Linked DNA regions of Sus scrofa: all the other regions are linked to region 1. Evidence: chromatin contacts called from public HiChIP or PLAC-seq data. All regions are on one chromosome and are shown on one strand. Each heading gives the region's core, a stretch centred on a gene start, on an enhancer-like site or on the middle of the called end of the contact. The rest is flanking DNA. Distances are from core to core; before and after follow the strand shown.

What was found. HiChIP or PLAC-seq counts read pairs in DNA pulled down with a chosen protein or histone mark.
Region 2: an H3K27ac HiChIP or PLAC-seq map of skeletal muscle shows a contact between it and region 1. The contact joins two enhancer-like sites. A contact is called at or near these places in 2 of 47 Hi-C or Micro-C datasets (both in skeletal muscle) and 1 of 2 datasets of contacts at active chromatin or transcription factors (skeletal muscle).
Region 3: an H3K27ac HiChIP or PLAC-seq map of skeletal muscle shows a contact between it and region 1. The contact joins two enhancer-like sites. A contact is called at or near these places in 1 of 47 Hi-C or Micro-C datasets (fibroblasts) and 1 of 2 datasets of contacts at active chromatin or transcription factors (skeletal muscle).
Region 4: a contact with region 1 is called in an H3K27ac HiChIP or PLAC-seq map of skeletal muscle. The contact joins two enhancer-like sites. A contact is called at or near these places in 2 of 47 Hi-C or Micro-C datasets (embryonic fibroblasts and skeletal muscle) and 1 of 2 datasets of contacts at active chromatin or transcription factors (skeletal muscle).

What each region holds. Positions count from the first base shown.
Region 1 is chr15:119,341,723-119,344,589 of Sscrofa11.1, forward strand. No RefSeq gene overlaps it. Among named protein-coding and RNA genes, the nearest start is that of TNP1, 310 kb to the left of the region's middle. Within about 2 kb of position 1,494, at least 1 of the 83 cell types and tissues checked has an H3K27ac peak or open chromatin away from gene starts, as enhancers often do. A contact at or near this core is called in skeletal muscle, where this site is marked.
Region 2 is chr15:119,084,408-119,087,486 of Sscrofa11.1, forward strand. No RefSeq gene overlaps it. Among named protein-coding and RNA genes, the nearest start is that of TNP1, 48 kb to the left of the region's middle. Within about 2 kb of position 1,629, at least 2 of the 83 cell types and tissues checked have an H3K27ac peak or open chromatin away from gene starts, as enhancers often do. A contact at or near this core is called in skeletal muscle, where this site is marked.
Region 3 is chr15:118,954,703-118,957,747 of Sscrofa11.1, forward strand. No RefSeq gene overlaps it. Among named protein-coding and RNA genes, the nearest start is that of IGFBP5, 78 kb to the left of the region's middle. Within about 2 kb of position 1,654, at least 13 of the 83 cell types and tissues checked have an H3K27ac peak or open chromatin away from gene starts, as enhancers often do. A contact at or near this core is called in skeletal muscle, where this site is marked.
Region 4 is chr15:118,978,920-118,982,038 of Sscrofa11.1, forward strand. No RefSeq gene overlaps it. Among named protein-coding and RNA genes, the nearest start is that of TNP1, 58 kb to the right of the region's middle. Within about 2 kb of position 1,667, at least 12 of the 83 cell types and tissues checked have an H3K27ac peak or open chromatin away from gene starts, as enhancers often do. A contact at or near this core is called in skeletal muscle, where this site is marked.

The DNA.
Region 1 (2,867 bases), core at 244-2,743:
GTTGATATAATCCCCCCCTCCACCTGGCTACCACAACTCTTGCCCAGAACTTGGGGTAACTCAAATATCAGAAGCCCAAGAGAAGAAAGGTGGGGCCATAAACATCTGGCCATGATGGAGAAGGAAAGCTTTCCTAGAGCTGTTATGTAAAAGACTCATTCTTCTCCCTCTTCCTGTGAATATATCATCCTTTGTGCAGTTTATCACGCCAGACCACCAGATTCTTCATTGGTCTCCATTCTGCCATGTATCCTTCCTTCAATCCACCCTACTGCTGCCCTCAGATCCATTACTGTATTCATGATCACCCTCATCTTTTTGAATTGGGCAGGTCCTCCCTTTTGCTTACAGCTTTGGGTCCAGATCTTATGCTATGTTCTTGAGCTTTCTCAGTCTTATCCCTTTTTCCCTTTCAGAGTCAGCCCCAGTATCTTCCCACCTCAGTTCCATTCTGCTTTTTGCACATATTCCCTGTATCCCTGCTTTTGAGACTATTTCTTCTGTCCTTCCAGAATGTTCCTTTTCTCCTTCTGCCAATCCAAATACACTCCAGATCTCAAATCTTAATCACACATCATCCAAGAACTCGCCCACCAATTACTACACCAGTTACCGCACTTAACTTCATACCGGTGTTTTCCTGCTATTAATAACTTGTCTACCTTGAGTTACCTACATGGTTTAGCCTGTAGCTAGTCTTTGAATGTATCACATAATAACAGTAATAACTGCAACTACAATTACAATTCATCTAGCTTCTATTATGTTGTAGACATAGTAATATGAGTATGTAGTACTCGTATTAATCATGCAAGGTAGGAATTATTATTCCTATTTTGTAGATTAAGAAACTAAAGCTCATAGAGGTTAAATAGTTTGTCCCAGATCATATTGTTAGTAAATATTAGAGCTAAGATTCAATTCCAGTGTACCTGATTATGCTGGGTTGTTGTGGATTTTTGTCTTATACATGCAGACTCTTGGGAGATTTAGCAAAATATGTGCATTCAGTAGGTACTCAATAAATACTTGCAGGTTGCTGAAACAGCCAGGATGATACAGCTTGATTTAAATTTGTCCTGACAAAGCCTCACCTCTCATGAATGATGAGGGGAGGAATAAAACATTCGCTGTACCTTCACCTCTCCCTTTCCTTTGTACCAAAAGAGATAATGGCTGAAGAAGAATGAGATAAAGCCTGTTTCAGGGCTCAAAAGAGGCAGGTGTGTTCCCTAGGATCAACTCTGTTTCCTTCCAAAGAGCCTTCCTTTCAAAGATTCTGCATTTTCCCTCCCCTGGCCATCTCCAGCATCCAGATCAGCTGCGTCATTGCCACCTCAGGTTGAGAGCTTTCCAGGCAGCCCTGGGCTTGCTGAAGGCACCAGTAACATACTTCTGGACTCCAGGCCAGGAGGTCCAAGGCACACAGCTGACTGAAAGGAGAGTAGGGCAGAGCCTGCCAGGGTGTGCCAGAGCTGCCATTCCCCAGCAGGCTTTAGCTCCATGTCCTAAGGTTGCCGAAGAAGCTGACACCTGTCAGCTCCCTTCTCTGCATTGTGCCAGACACCATGTGAGACACTTCAAATATCCTGTCTCTTCAAAATCCTTACCACAACCCCACTGACTTATCTGTGAAATGGGCATATTAGGTTGCATCTCACCCAAAAGTTGTTCAGTCTAGAGGAAAGACTCTGATATAGGCCCATCTGTCTTCAATAGTCCATCATGGGTTTTCTAATATACCATGGCATCTATCTGTCTTGGGAACCAGGAGACCTAAGTCTACTCTAGCTCAGCACACCATACATCTAAGGAGAATTCAAAGTCTCCATCAAACACACATGAAAATCGACCCCCTCTACCTTCTAATCTTTCCCATTTCACAGATCACTTTTTTTTGGGGGGGGATTATCATTTTATTGCTTTGACAGTCTAAGGATGCCACAGCAGGCTGATGCCTTAAAGACTATACCCCCTTTGGTGGAGAATAGGAAATGGTTTTATAGTTTGGAAGTAGAAAATAGGGCCACAGATAAGGATCTATGTTGAGTCGAGCTTGTATTGTTTTTCAAAACTGATGTTTAGTGGTCCCATGACTGGTTCTGGTAGTCTTCCTTCTTTCTGAAATGAAGAATGTTTCATCAAGTAGTTAACATCTTCCATTCACTGGGGGTTTTAGTTCTGCAGGAGAGCTCAAAGATATTGTTATGTATATTCCTTGAGGAGGAACCAGGTTCATTTTTGAATCTGGTGTCATCATATGCAAATGCATCAGACATCTGATGGGAACAAGAAATGGAAGAAATTACTGTTAACTTTCTGTTTATGCATCTGCACATCTACATCTCTCTCCTTCCACTACCTGAAGATATTTGAGGTAGAAACTCTGGTGTATACACTACCCATGGCCCTCCCTCCACTGCCTACAAGTCCCTAATAGCTTGAGGCATAGGGGGAGCTCAATAAATACTAAAGCTGTGCCTGCTCAGAATCTGATAGGATGCTAGAATTTTTTCAGACTAACCTCTCTCCTTGGAAATCAAAGCTCATATCAGGCAGGCTGGGATCAGAGGTCTTTGCTTGCTGTTTCTTAGCTAAGAACTCTCTATAAAACCACATTTATCTGTAGACTTTTCCAAACAGCAGAAGCCAAGGATGTAAAAGGAGGAATCTAATTTCGGGTATGAGCTGGTATCTTACTGAGTTAGTAGATCCTTCATTTTATAAATTTGTATGTTTTTTACTAAAATTTTGTAATACTTTATAAATTAGTGCCAGTTAAGATGTCTAAGGAATTTGTAAGGGGGCCAAATAAAACCAGATACCCTGATCTTTTTTGTTTTAAATTCTAACATATTTAGGCCTTA
Region 2 (3,079 bases), core at 379-2,878, 260 kb before region 1:
TTTGCCCTCAGCCTCTGTTCTCTCTTCTATGATTTCAATGCAAAATCCTCAACCTTCTGTAACAATTTAACTTTCTTTATTTCTCACAAAAACTAAAAACTTTTTTTCTGATTCTCTCCAACAGAGAAATTCACAATTTTATGATCACTAGAACTTGGGACTTCATGCATGAGAGAAATATAGATCATAAAAAGATCCATGTACCATATATTCAAATACGACTTTGGGGGAACTGGAGGTTTTAGATGTTTTGGCCAGTTATAAAGAAAATTCAACATTTGGTAAAATATAATATACTTATGACAAATATTTTTTAACATATTTCTACACCTCTATAACTATTTTACGTAGAATTGTTTCTGGATTATACCACATTGCCATATTTAGTATTATTACTTGAAATAACATACTATTTGAGATTTATAAAGATTTTAAAAATATGTGATACTTTGAACAGAGATTAAATGAATAAGTTCATGGCTGACTTTATTATGACATTTATGCATCTTACTGGGAAGAAGGGGAGAAAAGAACACTGTGCAAAGCAACATTTTGGGCTGGGTGACTCAGGCTCTACCAGCTGAACCATGTTGGAAGAGTCCCTGGAACATCTCTGGTGTCAGATTACTCATTTGTAGAATGAGAGGGTTGGGCACCATCATCCCTTTAATCCAAAAGACTCACAGACCTGGGATTTTTAGAAGAGTTGACCCAAGCTTACAGTGGGTTCTGTGTGTCCTGGCCCTTCCTGTTCTCTCACTCACCATATCTGAGAGGCAGCATCATTAAACACCAGGATCTAAAAACACTGGTTAAAGAAGACATTGAATTTATGCTTAGAGTCCCTCTCACCTTCCTCTGCTGTTTGATTGTTTTCAGGCTACAGGTCCTGGGCTCCATCCTCTGTCCAGCCTCCAAGCTGGGCCTGCTCTTCGTAATGAACTCACACACACCCCTCCTCACGTGAGCACCATTTTGGCCCAGGGCCGCTGGAGCAGCTGCTGCCCGGGCGGGCTCTGCTCATGCCCTAAGCTGACACATGACAACTTCTATTAGGCTGAGGTCCTCCATGGAAAGCCAATGGGCCCAACCAGCCATCTCCCTTCTGTTTCCCCATCTGCTGACTCCCAGGGAGGTGGTAGCAGGGCTTAGGTTAAGAGTGCATCTGAAGCAAGGCCATGGCCAAGAGCTGGAGTGCTTGCACGCTCCCTCTTTGTCACCTGCTGCCTAACAGGGGTGGAACCTGTCCCCTAGGAGGAGATGGGGTGACTCTGTCTAGCCTGGCCCCTGCTGAGGGTGTCCAGTCTGTCTCTGACCACTCCTGCCAGGAGTCTCACGTGGAAATCATGTTTTCAGCTTGGGTTAAACATGACCAGGTGTTTCACAGAGGGCTGTGCCAGAGGATTCTTGGCGTATCCTTTGCACTTGTTTGAATGTTGTGGCTTTTAATATTTGTTAGGATCCTGAAGCTTGTGTGTTTGTGTGTGTGTGTGTGTGTGTGTGTGTGTGTGTGTGTGTTGCAGTTCTTTTCCTAGGGTTATCCTAGTATGTTCCTATATACCAACAGGAGGAGCAACAACACGTGTAGTGTAGGGCTGGACAGGCTGGGTAAGGGTAGGGCCTCGGGAGCCTGAGAGGGGCCAGGCCATGTGTTCTGCTGGTTAGTGCACTGGGCTGGCAAGGGGGGATACTGCTGTGCTGGGACTCCCTTTCTCAGCCAGAGGTCCCACCGAGTCTTAGACACTGCAGCTCAAAGGGAGGGGTCTCAGAGGTGATGTGGTTCAACTCTTTCATTTTCTGAAGATGAAAATAAGACCTGGAGAGGGGCAGTGGGCTGTGAAAGGCACATTAGTTGGTAGTAGGAGATGAACCACCAAAATCTAGTTTGTGTGTGTGCGGCTTCTTACCTGTTTGCCACAGTCCTGGTATTCCGGAAATGTCTACCACTGGAATGGATAAGCTAGCCCAGGCCTTCTGAAGCTCAGCTCTATCTTACATGTTGCTCATCCTTCTCCCAAGAAAGACCCAAAGATCTCTTATGGTTAGGGTGGCAGATGTCCCAGTTTCTCCTGGTTTGCCCTCCTCCTTTTCCTTCTCAAATGTCTACCAGTTTAGAAAATAAATCATATGATCTCTTGTCTCAGAATCTTCTCATCTTTCTAGATTGCTTCTTCTTCAAACACAAATATTCCTGGATCAAAGAGTTGCCACTAGAACTTCCAGCTCAAAGCTTCACAGGAGGTTGTGATGAGTTCCAGGTTGCAGTAGTGGAAGACCTAGTGTACACATGTGTGAAGTAGCTTAACCAGCAAAGGGTTTCAAAAGCAATCCTCTAGAATTAATTTTCCTCATGTGTGAAATGAAAGAACTCTACTTGCGTGAGTCCTAAGGCTCCTGACAGCTCAAAACTCTGCATGTGTAAGTAATTTCAGTGTGCATCCTCCTTTCCAGATTTGCCCTCCTCATGAGCTCCTGCACTGATATGATTAGGGGCACATCTAATGGCACCTTAGAGACTGTATAGTCCAGATGTCCTATTGGAGAGATGGTAGCTTCACAGCCAAGTGTGCAGATGCCTGCTCCTCCCCCTTCCTTCTGGTTCTCAAGTCACAAACTCTAAGCAATGGGTTTGAGGTGAGCCCTAAGACAAGTGGAGAGGTGGGACACTTGTTTCCAAGTGGAGAACGCATTACCCTCTTGTCCCTCTTGTCATCCTGCCTGGCAAGAAAAGTTGGGGACTCCCTGAAAGAAAAGGTATGGGTTATGAGAGAGAGCTGCTGACTTTCCAGCAGAAAGCTGTTCTCTGATGGTCCTACCCCAGAAAGAGGGGTGGTGAAGGGGTCCCCATCTCTTATATCCTTGGACCAGTTTGATACCTGATCTTGGGAGAGCATGGTCTGCCTGGTGGAGCTTGTTCTGAAAGACAACTGCTGAGTAAGTCACAGCTTCATCCTTCCAAATCAGGATGAGCTACTTGCCACTGCACTTACTGAGACTGTGGAACCTCATGGGCCTCATGGAGGGGCAGTTGAGGGGGTCAGCCTACCTGGGTCCAAATCCTAATCCACATCCAAACCCT
Region 3 (3,045 bases), core at 404-2,903, 390 kb before region 1:
ATTGAGTGGCGCTCTGTGCTGAGCCCTAACTTGACTGCAGCTGCCCCTAGTTGGCCACTGATTCAAATCCTACCTGACTACACAGGGCCCGGGTGAAGCCCTTCTCCCACTCGGGCCAGTCTTGGTCGTCAGTAGCATTTATCGTTCAGGAGAAGGTGCCATTTATTTACTGCGGGTCAGCTATTTGCCTGGCACTGCTCTCCATTTGGCTTATATCTTCACTGGAGTTGGGTGAGGTGGGGTGGGACAGGACTCTCACCTCCTGCCTCACCTCTCCTTCTCTCCTCATCCCAGATTATGAAGACTTTCTCATTTTTCAGGACTCGTTGAGGGGTTGGCAGCCATGGTCAGAGCATGGCCCGGAGCTGGGTTTCCTAGAGCTCAGTTTAGATCAAGTGCTTGTAGGTGATGAGATAGAGCATGAAGGGGAGGAGATGGTGGGTTGCTGAGTCTGGCAGCATCAGGGTCTCTTCCATCTCAAAGTCTGTGGATGCATTTGTAAGTTAGTGTTTTATTTCTTTTGGAGTTAAAAAACAAAAAGGAGGATTTCCCGTTGTGGCTCAGTGATAACGAATCCAGCTAGTATCCATGATGACTGGGGTTCAAACTTCAGTGGGTTAAGGATTGGGCATTTCTGTGAGCTGTGGAGAAGGTTGCAGATGTGGCTTGGATCTAACAGAGCTGTGGCGTAAGCTGGCAGCTGCAGCTCTAACACCTAGCCTGGGAATTTCCATATGCTGAGGATGTGCCCCTAAAACGACAAAAAGAAAACCAAAAACCAAAAACCAAATAAAAAAAAAAAAAAAAAGAGGGAAAGCAAACCAAAGAGGGGAGAAAACTTTCAGACTGTTCAGGAGAAGAATCAGAGCATCAGAGCAATTAACTTCTTCAAAAAGACTGGCAAAGTGAAGGTGGAACGAGAGAGAGACCCTGATAGCCTGAGTCCCAGACTCAAGTTCTCATCCATACAAACTGCTACTAATTAGAGCCTGAGATTTTCTCTTTTTGGCCCCACCTGTGGCAGAGGAAATTCCCAGGCCAGGGATGGGGCCCACACCACAGTAGCCACTGGAGCCACAGCAGTGACAATGCTGGATCTTTAACCTACTGAGCCATCAGGAAACTCCAGAGCCTGAGATTTATTGATGTTACTTGCTTGGAATATTCCAAGAAGATCTGGGTCTCTCCATACACCAGAGAGGAGGGCTGCTCCCAGGATTTTAGGCTATCTGCTTCAAACTAGATTAGCAACAAAGGAAAGCACATCACAACCACCTAAAGTGGGGCCACAGCCATGGAGGTGGGTGGCACAGCCTACCTTGAGAAAGATGTCCAGAGTTCCTTGATATTTAAGAACAAGAGTTGGTCCTTATTTTCTGAAGAGAAGTGGTAAGGAAATAAAAAGAAACCAGTCCCCAAAATAGGAGCTGAGTGTGTGAAGGAGATATTTATTGTTTCCATTTTATTGTTTCATAAGCTTTTGAAAATGATGAGAAATGTTGTGGGACTTTGGAGTCTGGATTGCACTAGAAGTCCATGGAAGCTGAGTGGGAGGGAAGTGGTGCCTAAAAATACTCCGTGGAGGAAGGGCCCATGAGGTCATCTCCCCAGGATACTCCATCCATCCTGGCCAGACTCTGGCTCCAGTCCCTTGTCCAGCTCTGAGTACAGTCAATTGAACAGAGCTGGTGCTCAGGAATGAGTGTTGACTGATGAGCAGCTTGAGAGGGACGGGGAACCTGGAGAGGTTTCAGAGGAGAGACCCAGAGGTGATGAAATGGCTGGAAACTGGAGCTCAGGGGCCAGGTCAAGGAGATGGGACTGGCTCCTCCTGGACAGGAGCAGAGTGGGAGTGAGGGCTGGGGGAACAGCCATTTCCAGCCCCTGAGGGGTCAGGTCTTGGCTGTGCTCCGGCCAGCCCTGCAAGGGTGGAATGACAGTCACGTGTGGCTTTGCTCTTGTGGCTGGACTATGACTTACCAATGCATTTGAAAGCCCATGGCAAGGCTGAGCCGCCTTTTCAGGTTATCTGCACAATTGCCCCCTTCTGTAAATGAGAATGACTAAGACTTACAGCCCTTGCAGCTAACCGATCCTGAAGCTCTCCCTGCCCACAAGAGTGACTCGTGAGTGGCGCATTTCAGACAGCTGGCATGAGGGTGGTGGAGACAGTCTTGAACAGCTGGGGAGCCTGTCTAGTGCCCATCAATCATCCTCTGCATGAGGTCACCCACTTTCTCATTGGACCCTGGAAGGGAGGACTGGAGTGAGGCCAAAATGGGGGAGTAAAGACTTTTTCTGTGGCAAGGGAACAAGCTCACTACTACTGTTAGGAACTTTACATGGGTTTCCATTTAATTTTTCAATAATCCTATGAGAGAGAGAGGGGAGGGATTATTCTCCTGTTTTTTAGATTAGAAGGTGAAGGCAGAAAGAGAGTAGGCAATTTACTCAAACTTGCACAGTTAATTATCTGTAAAATTGGGGTTTGGATCAGGGCAGGTCTAGTTCCAGAGCCCATTGGCAGCTGGTGAGGGCAATACAGAGAGTACAGTCAGTTTCTTTCGGCCATGTGCTCTTCATTGGTACCCAGGGAGCATCCTCAGGTCAAGCTCACGTCTTACTCTTCAGGATCTATGGTTGAAATTCAGAGGCCAGTTGAAAGCTTCTCCAGCATCTGGCCCCATCTCTTGGCTCTGGATCTGCTCTCAATGGCAGGTCCAATGTGGAGCCTCCCTGAGGTCCTTCCAGGCAGAGAGGAAAAGCTGGGTGGGGAGGAGGAGGGATGCAGGTTTATGTGTCTGGAAGCGGCGAAAGAGATACAATCCCCAGGCTTGGATTTACAGTGGGTGTCTGGTTGCCTCAGCCTGGAATCTGAACCGCACCATTTTCCATGGGTGAATTAGCTAAACAATCCAGCCCACAAAGGGAGCAGCTCTGATCTGTCAGTTAACAGGCTCAGAGAGCCGGGGGGTGTGCATGGAGCTAGGAGGGGAAGGAGGAGACTGCTGGCGAGAACTGGACCTTCTCTTGTCTTGCTGCCCT
Region 4 (3,119 bases), core at 417-2,916, 360 kb before region 1:
CCTAATGGACAACTCTGATTTTTTTGTAAATTTCCAACAGTGTGATTCAATCAACCATAGGGTCACTGTTGTCCTATTTAGGGTCCTACCCATCCTTTCTGCTGACAGGCAAGGACAACCCAGGAAGACCGGCCTCAAAGCCCTGGGGATTTCTGCTTCCCAGAAAGGTGGGCAGAGTGAGAGTGTCAGTCCTGTGCCATTTGGATAAGGGGGCCTAGGGCTCAGAGGACAGACCCACAGCATATGCTAGGTTCATCTCCCTAGAAGGAAGTTGCTAGGCAGGGTTTGGGGACAGGGTTGAACTGGGATCCATCATAGCCACTGCCCTCTGTGGCCCCAGGCAAGGTCATTTCTGTGCCTCCTACCAGAGGAAGAATGAGGTTTGCTTTCTCTATCCTGAAGAGACTTTGAGAAGAACAAATAATAGTAAATTAACCAAGGGAAATAAATAAATAACAACCAGTAATTTACTAAAATACACAAAATTATCTAATTACAAAGCAGGAAAGAAAAAGAAAAGGCTGGGGAGGAGGGAGATACAGAGAGCACGTAAGTGGGGGTTACAGAGGGAGAAAAGGAATCCAGATTTATTAGCAGGACTGGCAACCTCACTCCTTCTTCTACTTCTTCCAACAGAGTTTGCTTCTCTCTTTCAGATGCTCAAAGAGGAAGGGCTGTCTACACGGCTCCTTTACTCTGACTGTGAGGATCTGGTCCAAGGAATTGTTCCTAAGCTTATGAACAGTTTGTCTGCTTCCATTCTGTGATACCTCTTTATGCACTAAGACACAAGCTACCACCACCACAAAGAACCAAAATACTGGGGAGAGGGATAAACGAGGAGATTGGGATTAACCTACACACACTCCTATATGTAAAATAGATAACCAACAAGGACCTGCTGTATTGCACAGAGAACTCTACTCATTATCTTATAATAACCTGTAGAGGAAGAGAATGTAAAAAAAAGGACAAATATGTTTATGTATATGTATAACTGAATCACTTTACTGTACACCTGAAACTAACACAACACTGTCAATCAACTTTATTTCAATAAAAATAAAAAAAAAAGAGCCAAGTCACCAAAGGAAATACCAAATGCCAAATGCCCCTGAGCCAGAGGGGTGGGTGTCTGACCCTGGAGGGCCCTGCAACTTGTGATATTTCATCGTGAGCAGAGGCTGTCCCTAAAGTGTACAGAGAACCAGTGAGTTCATAGCAGTTTATATTTGGAGTGTGTGTGTTTGTCTGTGTGTGCTGGGGGGAGGTGTGGGTGTGGATGTGAGGTCGTGCATGTCTCTGAACCTGTCCGTGCATCTTATGTGCGATGCTGGGCCTGCAGGCGTGGGTGTAGTTGCATGCACGGGACAGGGCTCTGGCCTGGCAGGGAGGGGATATAAGTGTGGATGGGGGTGTGAGCCGCTCCAGGGTCCAGTCCCAGGGCCTCCGGGGGCCTGTCGCCTGCAGGGCCCATTATAGAGGAGACCAGGTGTTTGGAGTGTCCCCAAAGCAGTACAGAGTGCAGTCATGAGTTTGAAAAATATTCCTGTGAGAGATATAAATAAAGACTCCAAGCCCAAAGCCAGGGTTGGAGAAAGCCATCCTTAAACACAGGATAATTTATAGCTGCTGTTATCCTGTCCCGTGGATGACTCAGCTCTCCTAGTGGAGCGGGCCCAGCCTGCTCCAGTAACCTTTGGTTTTGGCTGGAAGCACTAAAGAGAGCTCCAAGGAACCCAGTGAGCTAACCACCCAGCCACCAGGCTGCCCCTCTGCGTTCCCCTCTTATCTTCCTTTTGGGCAAACTCCAGCCAGAATATGGAGGATCAGACCCTGGAAGTGGAGAAATATGATGCTTAGGTATTCCTAGCTGGCTGGCCCTCTGGAAGCCTCTGAGACAGATTCCCATCTACCTCTGGGCTCCAGTGGGTTCTGGTACCCATGCAATGGGCCAATTTCCCCTGGGAGGTGCAGTCTCAATGCAGACCCGAGTGGAACTGGAGAGCTGTTCTCAGTCATAAAGACTCTTGAGCCCCACAGAAGGAATAGAAATGAGAGCACTTTTCCTTTTATTAAAAAAATAACTTACCCAAGTCAAGTGCCAAAAATGGTCTGAGAAGAGGGGCAGATGGTGATACGCTTCAGCGTCGTGGTAAATGCGTTGGGGGAGCGTTCAAAAGTGAACAGGGTTAATTTCTAATTCTCTCTTCCCAGCCTTGCCAGCCCCCCTTCCTTCATTATATTTTAGCAGACTCTTTGGCCAAGCAAGTCAAACGAGACAAATGCAAGTACAGGGAGTGCTTATGGAAACCATGGATGTTTCTTTTTTTTCCTTCTTCTTTTCCCCTTAAAAACCTTCCCAGAGAGGGGAAAGGAATGGAAGTATTTGAAGGTCTTTTTAGCTCCATGGCTCACTCCAGCTTGGATCTCAAGAACATTTTGATGCCAAGGCCATGTACTTGACTGTCCAAGGGTAGAAAAAGAAAAACCATTATTCAGGGCTATTTTGAAAATACTTTAGCCCTTTGATTAAATGGCTAAATAGCCCTGAACATGTTTTCTCTGCTTTAGCACATGAATTTATGCAACTGGCTTAATTTTAACCTAGGTCTCCTCACATCATAGGGATGTAATCATTGCTGAATAGATGATCAAGTTCTTAAATCTGTAACTTGGTGATCTTTCAACATTCATTTAATAAGCCACTCTTGTGTGTTGTGTGTGTTTTTGTGGATGTGGTCTATAAAGGGGGTTGTTAAACAACCTAAATGTCCATCAACAGATGAATAGATTAAGAAGATAATAAAAAAGAACAAAATAATGTCATTGGCAGCAACATGGATGCAACTAGAAATTCTCATACTAAGTGAAGTAAGTGAGAAAGACAGATACCATATGATACCACTTCTATGCGGAATCTAAAATATGACACAAATGAACCTATTAGCAAAACAGAAACAGATTCACAGACATGAAGAACAGACTTGTGGTTGCCAAGGTGGAGGGGGTAGGGAGTGGGATGGGTGGGGAGTTTGGGGTTAGTAGATGCAAGCTATTACATTTAGAATGTATAAGCATTGAGGTCCTGCTGTATAGCACAGGAAACTATATCCAAT